2 separate regions of the Zea mays genome follow, and region 2 is linked to region 1. A link is a contact called in public Hi-C data. All regions are on one chromosome and are shown on one strand. The core of a region is the stretch at or near the end of the contact, and the rest is flanking DNA. Distances in the headings are between cores, read along the strand shown. Region 1 holds the start of LOC100279939. Region 2 holds the start of LOC103650763.

Evidence for each region. A called contact is a pair of places that touch in the nucleus more often than the background predicts.
Region 2: a contact with region 1 is called in a Hi-C map of leaf, with 2.5 times the contacts expected there. The contact joins the promoter of LOC103650763 here to the promoter of LOC100279939 in region 1. A contact is called at or near these places in 10 of 25 Hi-C or Micro-C datasets (bundle sheath, ear, leaf and 3 more).

What each region holds. Positions count from the first base shown.
Region 1 is chr3:153,478,176-153,481,318 of Zm-B73-REFERENCE-NAM-5.0, reverse strand. It overlaps LOC100279939, which reads right to left and starts at 1,720. Exons shown (of 6, transcript NM_001320481.1): 1 at 1,529-1,720; 2 at 1,127-1,387; 3 at 783-801; 4 at 166-567; 5 at 1-66. The coding sequence starts at 1,641.
Region 2 is chr3:153,731,639-153,734,781 of Zm-B73-REFERENCE-NAM-5.0, reverse strand. It overlaps LOC103650763, which reads right to left and starts at 1,546. Exons shown (of 17, transcript XM_008676336.4): 1 at 1,308-1,546; 2 at 1,095-1,159.

The DNA.
Region 1 (3,143 bases), core at 471-2,970:
GGAAAGAGCGACCGAGTACACGATCCCCATCGGCCCGCTCCAGTCCGCCTTCTTCGTCTCCTCCGTCTGCAATATATAATCGACCGACCGTGCTCGTTCAGTTGAGATGGACACATCAGCGCAGCGGCGTCCATGCAGACGAGGGCGGGCGTGTTCAGTGGTCACCATGTGAGCCGACGTGTCGTAGCCAATGCTGGAGTACTGGCTCATGAGCAGCCCGACGGCGAGGATGTAGGCCTTGCTGTGGATGCCCATGCCGTTGTCGGTGTTGAGGTGGGTGAAGACGAACTCGGCGCTCGCCCTCTCCTTGGCAACCGACGGGACCAGGATGACGAGGACGAACACGCCCGCGACGTTCCACAAGGCTCCGAGCTGTCCGAACCAGGAGAGCCACTGGATGTGCAGGCTGTTGATGAGGCCGTGCACGACGAGGATGGCGGTGTAGATGGCAAGCACGACGTACTTGGAGGCGAGGTAGCCGCCGCCGTTGGCCCCACCGGTGCTCAGCAGGATGATCACCTGGATCAGCTGCGCCAGCGAGAAGTCCACGCTCGTGGTGCACGCCCACTGCGGGTGCACGTACGGCGATTTGATCAATCAGAGTCCTGATGAGATGACATGACACTAGTACGCTTATGACTGCACTGCAGCTGCATCTGCAGATGAAGGTTATTGATCCTCTTTTTGCAAAAAGAAAAAAGAAAAGAAAAGAAAAAGGAGGAAACAAAGAAAGAAGAAGATTCTTGGATCCTGTGAAGTTGGAGGGAGAATGTTGTGTATACCTGCCCCACGATGTTGAACCTGCAGAACAGTATAGAAGATAAACTTGATTAGACTACTGGAAACATGATTGGGAAGACGCGCCATGTCGTCATCCATGGCATCATGGTGAAAACAACAGAATTAAACAAGACGCTTTAGTTTCAAAAGATAGATATTTCTGAATCTGATAATCTGCTGCTGTTTTATTATTATTATTATTATTATTGAAACGAATCGAATCTTACGGTCTGTTGTTATCTGGCGCGAGATTGCGGAGGGAGCTAAAGTTGTAGTAGTCTATAGTACTATTTGATTACTATAAAAAATATATATGTTTGCGAAGAGGAGGAAGAAGGTACCATACCATCCGGTGACCCAGGAGGCAAGTGGAGCCCATTCGTTGCCGGCGAGCTTGGCGCTCCAGTAGTAGAGGCCGCCGGAGGTCGGGTAGGCGGAGCAGATCTCCGCCATGGACAGCGCCACGCAGCCGTTGAAGGTCGCCACGACGAGCCAGCCCAGCGTCATGGACGCCGGCCCGCCGTAGCGCAGCCCGGTGTTGTAGGTCGTCGTCACGCCCGTCAGCACGGAGATGATGGCGAAGGAGAAGGCGAAGTTGGAAACAACGCTAGAAATATACACATATATATAGGTAGAGGGTAGGAGCTCGATCAGCAGAGGCAGCTAGCGGCGGCGCGGCAAAGAAATAACGAACGAACGAACGAGCTGAGACTGGAGGAGGAGCGTTGCACCGGCAGCGCGCACGTACGAGAGGCCGCGCTTGAGCTCCTGCTTGTACCCCAGCTGCTGCAGCCGCGCCCGGTCTGCGTCGGCGGCGGCCGGGGCGGCGACGGGAAGCTCGCCGCCGCCGACGGTGCCCATCTCTCTGATCCGGCCGGGGCGTGCGCGCTACAGTCCGACAGGATGAATGTGAATGAGGAGACGTAGGATGTGTTTGGTTGTCTGGCCCAGCCTGAGCCTGGTCCAGTAAGAGGACCAGGCTCAGAAGAGCCCGGATGTACCGAGCCAACAAAGACTGTTTGGTTGCCTGGTCCAAATAAACCAGGCTCATATTATACATTGTTTGGTTCCCTTTTTTTTAGCTTGGCTCAATTAGGTGGGTTGTCGACAGTTTTCTTCTGTACAATGAAGCTCCCGCCAAATTTTAAAATTTTAAACGCTACTACACAAATTACAATAGATTTGAACTAAAAATATAATCACAGATTACACACAGAAATTATCACAGATTGCACAAATTACAATAGATTTGAACTAAAAATATAATCACAGATTACACACAGAAATTATCACAGATTGCACAGATTACAACAGAAATTATCACAGATTGCACAGATTACAACAGAAATTATCACAGATTGCACAGATTACAACAGAAATTATCACAGATTGCACAGATTACACAGATTTGAACTAAAATTACAACAGAAATTATCACAGATTGCACAGATTACACACAGAACACTTGGTCCTTCAAGATGAACAGAACACCTCCTGAAACTGGGAGAGCACAACTGAACCACCACACACTTTGCACAGAACAAACAGGAACACCACACACTTTGCACAGAATAAACTGGGAGAGCACAACTGAACAGTCAGAATCCACTTTGCACAACTGAACAGTAAGAACAAACAGGAACTGAACATAAGAACAGGAACCAACACACTTTGCACAGAAATAAGAACCAAGCTCAGGACTTTCAAGATGAACTGAACACTTGGTCCTTCAAGATGAACAGAAGAAGCACTTTGCACAGAAACTAGGTTCACTTTGCACAGAAGCACTTTGAACAGAAGAACCAAGCTCCATAAACATCACTATACCAGAAATTATACCAGAAACTGACTGTGTCCCCTTGATCAACAGTCAGTGTTCAATATAAACAGTCAGTGTAAACACCATAAACAGTCACTGGTTATCATCACTGGTTGGACATAAACAGGGAAGTCAACAACTCCATAAACAGTCAGTGTATAGTTTTCCGCAGAAATTATTATATAGATCACATAAATTGCCTCAGAAATTATTATCAATTACAATCACTTGATCAACCCATGAGAGTAAATACAATAAATTGCCTCAGATTTGTATGAATAAACACCTCATTTGACCATACATGGGAAAACATAGGGCAGATGGAGAAATCAGATTAAAGGATAGAGTATGTTTGGTTGCCTGACCCAAAATAAAACCAAGAGCAAGGAAAACAAAGCAGTAAGTCAAACTCCCATGAATGGTCATCAGTCAAACATATTTCATCATAGGCAAAATTCACAAAATGAGCAAGGAAAACAAAGCACCAAGTCATACTCCCTTGATTGATCATCATTATAAAACATATCATCATAGGCAAGTAAAG
Region 2 (3,143 bases), core at 297-2,796, 250 kb before region 1:
TAATTGTAGTGTCGTGAAATATAGATATAGATGGATGCATTTAGTAACATACTGCTGCATTCGTGAAACTAGCCTCAGTAGAATTATACAACTTAATTGCTTTACATAGGCATATATAAGCAAAGCAGCCGTGACATTCGGTTTCTTTTAGCAGATTGTGTGCATTTATCAAATAGTTCATAGACAGAATGTGGTAGCATTGGAAAAATATATCCTTTTTTGCTAGGTTAGTACAGGGGGGTAGAAATAAGTTAAAAGCTACAACATATGTTACTTTATGTCTTAAATAAACAAAGTCAAAAGTCCCTCTGCATATCCACCACGAAAGTTTGCAAACTGACAGCTAATTGCTAGTTCAGAGAGAACCAAACAAATAACTAACTTTATGCTACTAACAACTGGCCTGTTCTAGTGCTCAATCCAAATGTACCTCCGGTGGATCAACAAATCATGGTGAAACTAGGAAGACAGATATATGTTATTACTACAAGTACTGATCCAAATAAGTACTTATTATCATTCATGAATAGAAGCATGAATTCAAATTAGGAATAGAAAGACACATATCAAACTCAGGTGAGGAATGGTCAACACACTGGCATTTCTAATTTAGAAAATGGCTCAATAGAAGTATATACTACATGATCATTGTGTATTCAGAGTTACCCCTAGTAACACAAGAGAGGTAGGGATCATACAGGAAAAATGTGATAGAAACTGCTCCATTTCTGTTTAGTAGCATGAATTTTAGTAAAAGGGGTTCTTAGAATTTTCAGCCTACAATTGTGCCTAGTTTTTCACTAATTCTGCTAATTGACATCCACACTCAGCTACTATTACGTAATTTAGGGCTTCCTAATGTTATATGCAGCCCTGAAACCATTCTTATGTTGCATCTTGCTGGCTGCTAGATTTTTTCTCAGAGCAACCCCAAACCGGGGGTCGGATCTAATAGAAAGACATGGGTGTCCACATGTACACAATAACTTTCGAGAGAAGTTAAAAGTTACTAGGCATCGAATGGCCAAATAGCTTGAGGTAGTTTGGGAACTCGGTTTCGCACATCAGGTAGGGAAGAGAAGGGGTGAGAATACCTGCTGGGCGCTCTTCGCTGGCGAAGATATCGGCACCTGGTGTAGGGCGACGGCCAGGGGCAGATCTAGTAGAGGGACATGGGTGTACACATGTACACCCAATAATTTTCGCAAAAGTTAGAACTTACTAGGCATCGAATAGCCAAATAGCTTGAGGTAGTTTGCGAACTCGGTTTCGCACAGCAAACAGGGAAGAGAAAGGGGTGGGAATACCTGCTCGGCGATCTTTGCCGACGAAAAGATCGGCCTCGGCACCTGGTGTAGACGGCGGCGGTTGCGGGAGCCCGACTGGAACCCGATTTGGGAGGGGGAGGCGCGATCTAGTCTGAGACGCTGTCGGCGGTGCGAGCTAGGCGGCGCCGGTGGCCACGACGTACGGACCAGGGGATACGAGGAGGAGAACGGGAACGACGAACGCAACTGGTGAAGAACCGTGAACAGTTGGCCAAATATACTTGTTGGAATTTTTACATTTAGGGCATGTACAACCTATTAATAATTATCGGGTATCTTATAATTTCTTTATAGTTTTAAATAAAAAATACAATAAAAACTTGTCTCTACACGATTCTCTATGCATATTATCTTTCAATTATATTTATGATCCAATGGCTTAACATTGTATCTTACGGTCTCTTAGGTGCTGTTTAGTTCACCAAATGTAATGTAAATGTTAATGTTAACGATTCACGCTCGAATACCGGTGGTAATAAATTTGAATAAGGCGATATCCATTTGTAGTATGATATCGATTACGGTTGGACTTAAACAAACATGATTTAACTTTATGGGTTACCCATTATATTACCAATATGTGAACCAAACGGTTAATTGTCTCTTAGGGCCTGTTTAGGAGAGTTTCACTTTAAAAAATTTTGCTTTGGTTTTTCGGCTTCACCATAAAACAACTCTAATAAATTTGTTAAAGTGGGTTCAATGAGTGTTTGGTTTGCACATAGACTCCAACTTCTGTAATACAATCGATATGTGTGAGTTTTCTTTATTACCCTTGATGATTAGTGGATGTCACGAGAGATCGAAGCGAAGCGTTGTGTTGTTTAACCAGTGATGTGGTGGGTAATTTCAACTTTATAAAGAGGTATGAAAACAGTGTTTGTGAAGCACTATCTGAGGAACTTCATGAATTCCATGAAGGTGGCCTCTAGTTTCATTTTTTCTCAGAGCTAGAGCTCGTGAAGCTAGACCTGTTTAGTGACAGAAGCTAGAATGATCCAAAGTTTTTAAAGTAAAGCCCTCCCAAACAGACCCTTATATTTTAAAAACCGATCCAAGGTCTCAAGGTTGTACATATCCTAATGCTTCTTGTGTTCTCTATTAACTATTCTGACTCCGATCAATTTTCTTGTTCTCTTTTACTCTTTTCATTCATTCTATGTACATACAACTAGTGCACTACAATAAGGTGTAATTGGAAGCATGGTTTTTTATACCACACTATTTAGAGTGCAATGTCATAACCAAGTATTCAATACCACACACTATTTTGAGTGCAATGTCATAACCAAGTATTCAATACCACAGTTTTAGAATCCATAAGATTGTTTGAAGAGATAGTACTCCCTTCGTTTTTAAATATTTGTCGCCCGCTAGTTTGTTTTTAACTAAAATGCTACAAATATAAAAAAAGAGGGGGTATTTTTTACAATAAGTCTTATACAAAACAGAAGTCTCATATTGGACCATATCATAAATTATATTTAAATCACAATGAATTAAAAAGACCAAAACATCCTAACTACATCTAGCTGTCATGGTTTGATGCTCTAGAACCTGTTGTTATTCTTGAAATAAAAAAACAACCATATTTCATAGATGTAAAAGTGTAACATTCAAATTTAAAACATGTAAGAAAACATATTTTATGTCCTCGTTGAATTCGGATTGTGGCTAAGCTTCCCTACTGTTGAATATAGTTTATGATCTTTAACTGGATAAGTTTCACAAACATTGACTAGACCAATGAAAAAGAGAAATCCAACTCTCTTTCTTTATGTCCTCCTTGTCGTATTGTGTGTGTTGTAACTAAGG